Linked DNA regions of Danio rerio: region 1 is linked to region 2. A link is a contact called in public Micro-C data. All regions are on one chromosome and are shown on one strand. Each heading gives the region's core, a stretch centred on a gene start, on an enhancer-like site or on the middle of the called end of the contact. The rest is flanking DNA. Distances are from core to core; before and after follow the strand shown.

What was found. A called contact is a pair of places that touch in the nucleus more often than the background predicts.
Region 1: a Micro-C map of caudal fin shows a contact between it and region 2, with 2.6 times the contacts expected there. The contact joins the promoter of rnf152 here to the promoter of tmem68 in region 2. A contact is called at or near these places in 1 of 18 Hi-C or Micro-C datasets (caudal fin) and 1 of 4 datasets of contacts at active chromatin or transcription factors (embryo).

The regions. Positions count from the first base shown.
Region 1 is chr2:31,211,598-31,216,220 of GRCz12tu, reverse strand. rnf152 (ring finger protein 152) reads right to left here and starts at 3,151. Exons shown (of 3, transcript NM_001014358.2): 1 at 3,006-3,151. It overlaps buc (bucky ball), which reads right to left. Exons shown (of 7, transcript NM_001256780.1): 7 at 4,006-4,551. The coding sequence ends at 4,520.
Region 2 is chr2:30,990,016-30,994,558 of GRCz12tu, reverse strand. tmem68 (transmembrane protein 68) reads right to left here and starts at 2,217. Exons shown (of 8, transcript NM_200492.1): 1 at 2,169-2,217; 2 at 1,761-1,815. It overlaps tgs1 (trimethylguanosine synthase 1), which reads left to right and starts at 2,369. Exons shown (of 13, transcript NM_001423263.1): 1 at 2,369-2,714; 2 at 4,353-4,417. The coding sequence starts at 2,602.

The sequences.
Region 1 (4,623 bases), core at 1,902-4,401, 220 kb before region 2:
ACAGTATAGAGCCCCCTTCATTATACTGGTTAGGACCCACACAGACTGCAGGTTGAGTGCCCCCTGCTGGCCTCAACAACACCAATTCTGGTAGCAACCTAGCTTTCCCATCCAGATAATGACCGGGCGCAACCCTGCTTAGCTTCAGTGGGGAACCATGTGAGAGTTGCAGAGAGCTAGCTGCTGGTTGTAAGGTAAATGTAATCCATTACAGATTAGGCATTAGCTGGTATGTGATTCTGGCGGCATGATACCTTGGATAAAAAAACATCATTGCTTCACAATATTGTGATCAGTGCTCTAAAATATCTGCTTTATAAATGTCTGGGTAAAAAAACTAACTTTTTTCCCTTTTGAACACAATTTATTTTATTTTGAGAAACATTTGAAATATTTTGGAACAGTAAACATGTCAGGCTAAATAATTCAATTGAACAGTTGACTTCTGCTGTCTTCATTAGTTTCAAAAACACAGATTTCTATACATGTTAAAATGGCATCTTTGGATATATTTTCTGCTGGAGATACTGTTCTACTAAAAAAAAAAATAATAATAATAATACTAATAATAATTACAATTGTACATCCACCAAAATTTTCTTTTATATACCGTTCCTATGGTGTTTCTAAAACCTTAACTTTTCCAAACCACAGTATACCTTGCAAACGGTAATCGTCTCTTTATAAATTTATATACATCACTATATAAACTCAGACAGCAATCAGTATTAAGTGTTTCTATGTGGCTTTAAACAGTAATGTACAACAAGGTGGCTATAGTGGAAAAAAGGCAAGTACTTGAGAATTCTGTACTTTTTGCCACAAGTTTCAGTCCACTTTTCAAAGAAACACTAGAGTTAGTTTGGAAGTGGGTCAAAACTCAAGCTTTCAGAGGTTTTGGTCTGCTTTTTTGGTGTGCATCAAGGCTCAAATTTCAGCATTCTAACATATTTTTATGAAACACACTTACAAACCAATTTTTAACTGTTTGTCTTTAACGACCCAAAACACTGAACACACACTTGATCTCATATAAGCCACCATCTGTATTTGTAAATAAAATCTAAGGCTACACATTTGAAATTGTGTAGTGTATTGCACTACAAATCTATTTCACTGTGATAGAGAAGTCAAAGTGTTCTATAGTTTTCCAGTTACAGTGAAAACCACTCCAGCTCAATTTCACATTGCATAATTTCCTTCAGCAATTCTGGTACAGCACACTAGGGAGAAAATGTGCCAATCTATTAAACATCCTGTGGGCAAAATTTACTAAATCATATGAAATACTTGAGAAGGTGTAACCTTGAGAAAATGTCCTCCGAGTTTTCACTTTTGTACATCAATCTCTCATTTTATGCTGAGCAAGCTGTCTTTCATCTGCCACATTTTGCTACCCAGATTGGAAATATTAGCTTTTTTTTTTTACTTTTGCCTTTAAAAAAAAAGGGGGGGGGGGGGGGGGGGGGGTCAAGAGCATGACTAAAGAAATGCAATGGGATTAGCAGACTAGATGCACCTCACGAGATATTACCAAATGTGAAACTATTTCTCAGCTATAAAGAAATATGGTGGAAGCTTTGCTGAGGTCACCTATTAGTCTGACGTCTTAAAAACGAAGACAATGAAACAACCAAATAACAAAATGTCAGCTGCATGCTAGAGCAGAGCATCAACCTGATGGATGCAGCTGAATCAGGGGATTTGTCAGAAAGGGGGTAAAGAAAAAGGGGGAAATGAAAAACGTCACTTAAAAACTGAAGCTCTGTGCCATTCTCAAGGGCAATGCGCTGACTATGGTGGGGAGGGGCGCTATTCAAGCATGTCCTTGGCCTTTACTTTTTGATGCCTTTTTTTCCCCCATGCAACATAGGATGTTTGTTACAGCTCAGCACCTCCAGCGTTAACCTGTGTAAACAATGCAGAAATGTGAAACATCCCAAGGTAGCACATAATTTATGCGGCAAAGTGCCACGATCTTCATTAGTGTTTAATTTTGTAATGAACCCACTGGACTTCAAGTGAGCAAGGTGTGTTTGTGACACAATCCAGATAAGCATTTAACTTTGTACAGAAATGTTGTCAGAACGGTTGTCAAATTAACAGAACCTTCACACTGATTAAAGTACAATGCTGATCATCAACACAAACCTGTGTTAATAAGAAACCAAATGTATAGGGAAAAGGTCTCTCGAATACTGAGTGGATCAAGCAGCGTCTGATAGCAAAGCCCCTGAGATGAGATAATGTAAGATAATATCTGAGGAATTTACTAATCGGATCCCAAGGACACAGTAAAGTCAAAAACACCCTCTGATGTCAATATTTCTGTTTATGTCAAATAACACAAACAGACCGTGAGACAAAGATTGAGGGATTTTATAGGGATAACCTAAATATTTTGGAATGTTTGACATGCACAGGCATTATCAGGGCAAGTATGTTTTTAAACATAGGCATATTTAGACTAGTTGTCATTGTCTGTGCCTTAACTTTCAGATGGCTGCAGCTTAACGTTTCTGGGTATGATGGGTGCTTTTAAAGTCCAGTACACCTGTGCCACTCAGAAATGCTGCCTAGGTAGGAAGCTTGCTAGTTGACATGCGGCCATTGTGGCGTGCCTCTAAACAATCAAAACAAGACTTGAACCGGAAAAGAGACATAAAGCTCTTTCCGCAAAGTAAAAGGGCACGTTATACTGTGCTACACTGATGGATAACACAGCAAACACAAAACTGGGGAGAATAAGTTAAACTTGCTCTGAACATAAACACGACGCGCTCTAATTAAGTTCAACGTTAAATTTCTAAATTGCACGCTGTATAAGAAAACGTAATGCAGCAAATATGCAACAAAACAACGGAAAATTGGCGCGTTGTAAACTGTTTAACGTGCGAGTACAGTCGAGAAAACCCCAGAGCAAACTTGATGCGAATGCACAGACATAAAACTCCAAGTAATTTAGGTGTTGTGTCTTTGAAAGGAGAAAGCGGAAAAAAACTCACCTTTTATGTCGATAATCTTCTTTCATCTATGACAATGGTGAACATCACATGCAAAGCAGCCTCATCTGTCATACTTCACTCTGCCTTCTTCAAAGGCTGCTGTACTGTAAACGCTCTGTTACTCCCACAGGGCAGCCAGTAGCGGGAGACGCTTGCGAATGGAACAGCCAATAAGGAACCCCGCTAATCAGCTTGCCACGCCCTTGAACCAGCGCTGGTCGAGTCAAAACAGGTCTGCTCGTTAAAGTGGTTTAAGACGGATTATATTGGTTACAAAACAAACACTTTCATGCCTTTCATTTTTCACTGAACAAAACATCTTAAATCACGTAATCCAAAATTAAATTTAGCAGAAAATATTAACCATATAAATTAGTTTTTATAGCTAGAAAGACTTTATAGGATTTAAAGTTGTGTTTTATGAAGTAGAACGTAGTATCACATGTTGAACAACATCCTGGTGTTAAATAAGTCAACTTGGTTTATGTATTGATGCAATATAAGATATGCCTATTCCATTCCTTTAGGTAAAATTAGATCTATATTTAGAGTAAGCCTTCACACAGACCATTTTAATGTCAAAGTAGTCAAGTGATAAGACCTATCATAATGGTAAAAATAAAATCAGCTATAGTAATAGTAGCCCACTTTTGTTTAACACATAAATTGTCTGTTACAGATTTTTGTCTGTTACTGTCTTTGCAATATTTTACTTATTTTAACCCTTACTAGTAAAGAGTTCAACAGGTTTCTTAGTTTTCATGATTACATTTGAGCCTGGAATTAACAAAGCACTATACAGTCTTCTAGCTGAGATGCTGGAATTATGTCAAGTCCACACTAACGATCTAGGGCTCAAATTAAGAGCAGATGTGATGCATAACTGTTGCAAACAATTATAGACACACCTTAATGTGGAGCTTTTTCCACTATAAAAAGAACAGTAGTGAAAACAAACTGGGACACATGTCAAGTGCAATGCGGAAACTTTAATGACACAACACTGTATAGCCAAATTTATTTTTCTGCATGTTAACATTACACTGATGTATAAAACAGCACAGTAATAAAAACAAAGACACATCTGAACTAAGAGGCCGAATAGCCAGATTGTCCACTTAATTTCCCCATCTTTCCCTGCATCACCCCTTGAACCAGCTGCATCTCCAATGACCAACATTCGAAATTGGTCTCAATGAGCCAGTCCTTGATTATGCAAAGAGCCCCTTTTTCAGAAATGATCTACACCTCCCAGATCAAGACACATTAGAAAGGCCTTGTAGGCATAGGTCAAGGTCTGGTACAGTGAGACCAGTTTCAGCATAATATTAAGATGAATGCACAGCACCCAAAAAAAGTTAACTTGAGCACTGGAAATGCAGCAAGGTGTACATCACTGTCATACCTTTCATTTACATACAGTCAAGAACAGTGTCCATGTGTACATTTATAGTGAAGTGCATTTTACACAAGTTTAGGGTAATACATTAAGTATTACAGCAGTGCATAATGGTTTAGTATCTTGAGCCTCTTTTCTTCATAGAACCTGAAGGAACAATTTGCACAAATAAGAACAAAGAAGAAAAAAAAAAAGAAAAAAAAAAAAAAAGTTTAACAT
Region 2 (4,543 bases), core at 968-3,467:
ATTAAAAATCACCCGTGACGTTGTTAAAATCAATCTAGTTTTACCAAGTCCCATGAAGCACCGCAGAATAAAGCAAAGAATAATAAAACAATCTCATTCATTCATTCATTTTCTTTTCGGCTTAGTCCCTTTATTATCTGGGGTCGCCACAGCGGAATGAACCGCCAACTTATCCAGCTTATGTTTTACACAGTGGATGCCCTTCCAGCTGCAACCCATCACTGAGAAACACCCATACACTTCCATTCACACTCATACACTATGGACAATTTAGCTTAGCCAATTCACCTGTATCGCATGTCTTTAGACTTGTGGGGAAAACCGGAGCACCCGAATGAAACCCATATGAACACGGGGAGAACATGCAAACTCCACACAGAAATGCCAAATGCCAAGATTTGCAATAAATATGTTGATAATACTGTTAAATTTAAATTATGAGTGTTATGTTTCGATATTGTAGTTCATGTGTGTGAATGAGTCATTTGCAGTGCTTTGTGGGATTGTTTTTTATTCCTTCAGTAAAGCTATCAAGTACAGAGTTTTACACTTTAGAATTACTTTGCAACGAATCAAAACTTGTAGTGTTAAAAGGCTTTAACAACGGCTTTTTAAATACCTGTGAGAAACATAAATACAGGGCTGCTCGCTTAGTGATAATTTAAGGCAAGGCAAGTTTATTTATATGGCACATTTAATTCGCTCATTTTCTTTTCGGCTTAGTCCCTTTATTAATGAGGGGTCACCACAGCGGAATGAACCGCTAACTTATCCAGCATATTTTTTACACAGCGGATGCCCTTCCAGCTGCAACCCATTACTAGAAAACACCCATACACTCTCATTCACTATGGACAATTTAGCTTACCCAATTCACCTATAGCCCATGTCTTTGGGGGCAACTGGAGCACCCGGAGGAAACATGCAAACTCCACACAGAAATGCCAACTGACCCAGCCGAGGATCGAGTCAGCGACCTTCTTGCTGTGAGTTGACAGTGCTACCCACTGGGCCACTTAGCACATTTCATTATATTAGGATCATTCATTCATTCATTTTCTTTTCAGCTTAGTCCCTTTATTAATCAGGGGTCGCCACAGTAGAATGAACCGCCAACTTATCCAGCACATGTTTTACACTCATACACTACGGACAATTTAGCCTACCCAATTCACCTGTACCGCATGTCTTTGGACTGTGGGGGAAACCGGAGCACCTGGAAGAAACCCACGCAAATGCAGGAAGAACGTGTAAACTCCACACAGAAACACCAACTGACCCAGGCGAGGCTCGAACCAGCGACCTTCTTGGAGTGAGGCAACAGCACTACTGCTGCGTCCACTGCGTCGCCCTTATATTAGGATATATATTTGAATATTAGGATATTATTATATAGGATATACGATATTATTCAGTATTTCTGTAACCTATGAAAGTGTAATAAATTTATATTTGTATATTTATATATTTCTAAACATGAATTTATATTTGACAACTAAATTGACATCCTCTTTTACAAGCCACACCATTTGGCCAATGGCGTGATTTTGGGGCGGGGCTATCTTTTTGTTAACCAATAGCAGACGGGGGACTGTTTGACAACAATCATCATAAATCCATTGACATTTTGTGACTTCAGCTTTTTAGACACACTTCAGCTGACACAATTTACAAACCTTACTTTGGCCATTTGACAGATTATTCAACAGCCAGATAAACTGAAATAAATATGTATATATGCCACATTAAAACACACAAACCTTCTCCAGCGGAAATGTGTTGCTCGGTCAAACATAACAAACTCACAGCGGTGTCCTAAAACGAAATGACATTGATATCAGAGAAGTTTTAACGGTTCATTCAGCCTAAGTGACAGGTAAGAATGTTGTTCAACCTTCAACATTACTTTATTGAACACTGTCAGTAAAGGCAAGGAAAAGCATAGCGTTAGATCTCTCGGTCTTCCGTTACACTTGAATTATGGACAACCATAATAGATAAACATAACGTTGAGTTACCTTAAACAGCTCCAGCTTTTGCGGTTTTAAGAGCTGTCACCACGAAAGTAATTCATCTGAACCACACATCTTATCGTTCGTAAAACTAAACATCTAAATAAATGTATTACAAGAGCCGTTTTAAATAATATTTTCTTCAAATGTACTTACATGATGACACCTCGATGAAACAGATACTGTTGTCCTCAATAAATATTATTCCTTCCTGACTTAACCGGCTCTCTTTACATGTGACACAAACAGGAAACGCTTCAGGTCAACGTCCGTGGCCGAACAAGAAACAAGCGTCATAATAAAAGTCTTACACGCGCAAATCTGTCGATCTTAGTATAGCGAGTTTACAGAGAGTCTTTTAATTTGACGGGAAATGTACAAAACACGAGGGGGAAAGTCGCACAGCAATATTTAGATGTGCGTGTTGTTTGATAAACGATACTGTAGTATTTTTAACCATTTTTGTTTTAATGAATCGTTGTATCTGATTATCGACTTTCCTGGTTGTTTTCAGACCTTGCTACAAAACAGTAGTATTACGAGGGGTTTGTAGAAAGCTTTGTTGACAGGTGTCACTCATGCGTCGATCATGATGATTGATTACGGCGAGCGGAATGTTGTTCCTCTTGCTGATATCATCTTCTATCAAGGCGAAGAGACAGAGATGACTATACACTGCTTGTGCTCCAGAGCCTACGTTAAGTATGTATTCGTGTTAAACAAGACTGTGTGTGACATGATCATCTGATTGGCGTGCAGTTTTGCTCAGAAAGTCAAAAATGACTGTGAAAAAATTCAATGACCTGGCTACCTTACCTGGTTTTAAATAGACTGAGAATGAGAAAAGGCCCCAAATGAGCCAAAAGCACAGTAATGTTAGGGTAGATTGGTTGAACAATGGTCAGTTGAATAAACTATCAAGTCTAATCTTAATCATTTAGTCATAAAGATATTTTTCTTCATGGCAAAAAAAGTGCCATGACATAAAACCTGTCAATAATTGTATATTAAATCTGTGAGAAGAAATGTGGGACACATGTTTAGCCTGTAAATCAAAAGAAAACCATCCTGAAATCAAAAGAGGTTTATAATCTCGGTTGGAACAAGATGTAATCAAGCTCATACAACATTGACTTGGGTCATTCTGACCCCTTAATTGTCAGATTTTGGAGTTTAAATTTGTCAAACTCAAGTCAAGTCAAACTTTACTTATAAAGCACTTTAAAAACACAAAAGTGAGCCAAAGATGCAGAAATACACAGTACAAGAAAATAAGCATAATAGTACATAATATACAAAAAATATATATATATATATAAATATAAGGCAAAGTATAGCTAAACTATCTAAAAAAGCATGTAAATTAAAATAGCTAGTTAGTAAAGTCTCCCAGTTACATTCAGAATAGATTTTAAAGTATTATTACTATACTATAAACTATAGTCTATAAATCACTAAACGGCCTAGGACCTCAATATATTACAGACATGATCACTGAATACAAACCCAACAGATAACTCAGATCTTTACGATCATATAAACTAGAAATTCCAAGAGTTCAGTCAAAGCATGTTGAATCCGCCTTTAGTTACTGTACTGTAGAGGCCTGCGTGGGACTAAATTTTTAATCCCGCTCCTGCCAAGTTTTAGTCCGAACCCGACTGCTCCCGCCTATATTCAGCATTTGTTGTCCTGCTGTCCAACGCACCCCCTGTTTTCTACCTTCCGCGGTCGTTCCCGCTAACCGGGGGGCGAGGGGTTTCAACCAAAAACCACCCAGCTACATGATACAGAGTCTAGTAAGCCTATAACAAGCTGTCTGTATAAACACACACGTTTACACACAGCATCACACTCTCTCTCTTTCAGACACATACAAACACACATAGACAGCACCAAGCTAGCGACGCACAGCATCACGCTCTCTCTCTCATTTACACACATACACACACACATAGACAACAACAAACAAGCGACACACAGCATCACGCTCTCTCATTCACACACACATACATATGCGTATATATTAAGCATATATTACTATATACAAAGGTAAATTGATCTAAAACGAACATTGATTACCTCTGGGTAACTGCGTAATGGTTTAATATACAGTAGTCAATATTCAAAGTGATTTAAAATTTACCTTACAGTAGGACAAGAATGGCTGTTCTATAGTTTTAGGACAACTTTGATGAAAGGTGATGATCCACTTCAAATTTTCACTATTATGTTTGTTGAAGTGAGCATAGACTGTGACACTGAACACTAGGCTGACATGGGTTTTTGCCTTTTTGTTTACTATTCTGAAAATACTGTTTGTCTTGTGTTTATCCACAGTGATCGAGAATTGTATCGGTCAGATTTTAAAGCCATATCAAGTCAAGCTGACAGTCAAGTGCAAGGTATAGTTTCCTGTTAATATCTTATTTTATCTGGTCAAAATGATTGAGCTATTTAATTTTAACAATCGGCACAGCTCAATGGTACTCAACAAATGTTCATTGGAGCCTTAAAAAACAAGCATTAAA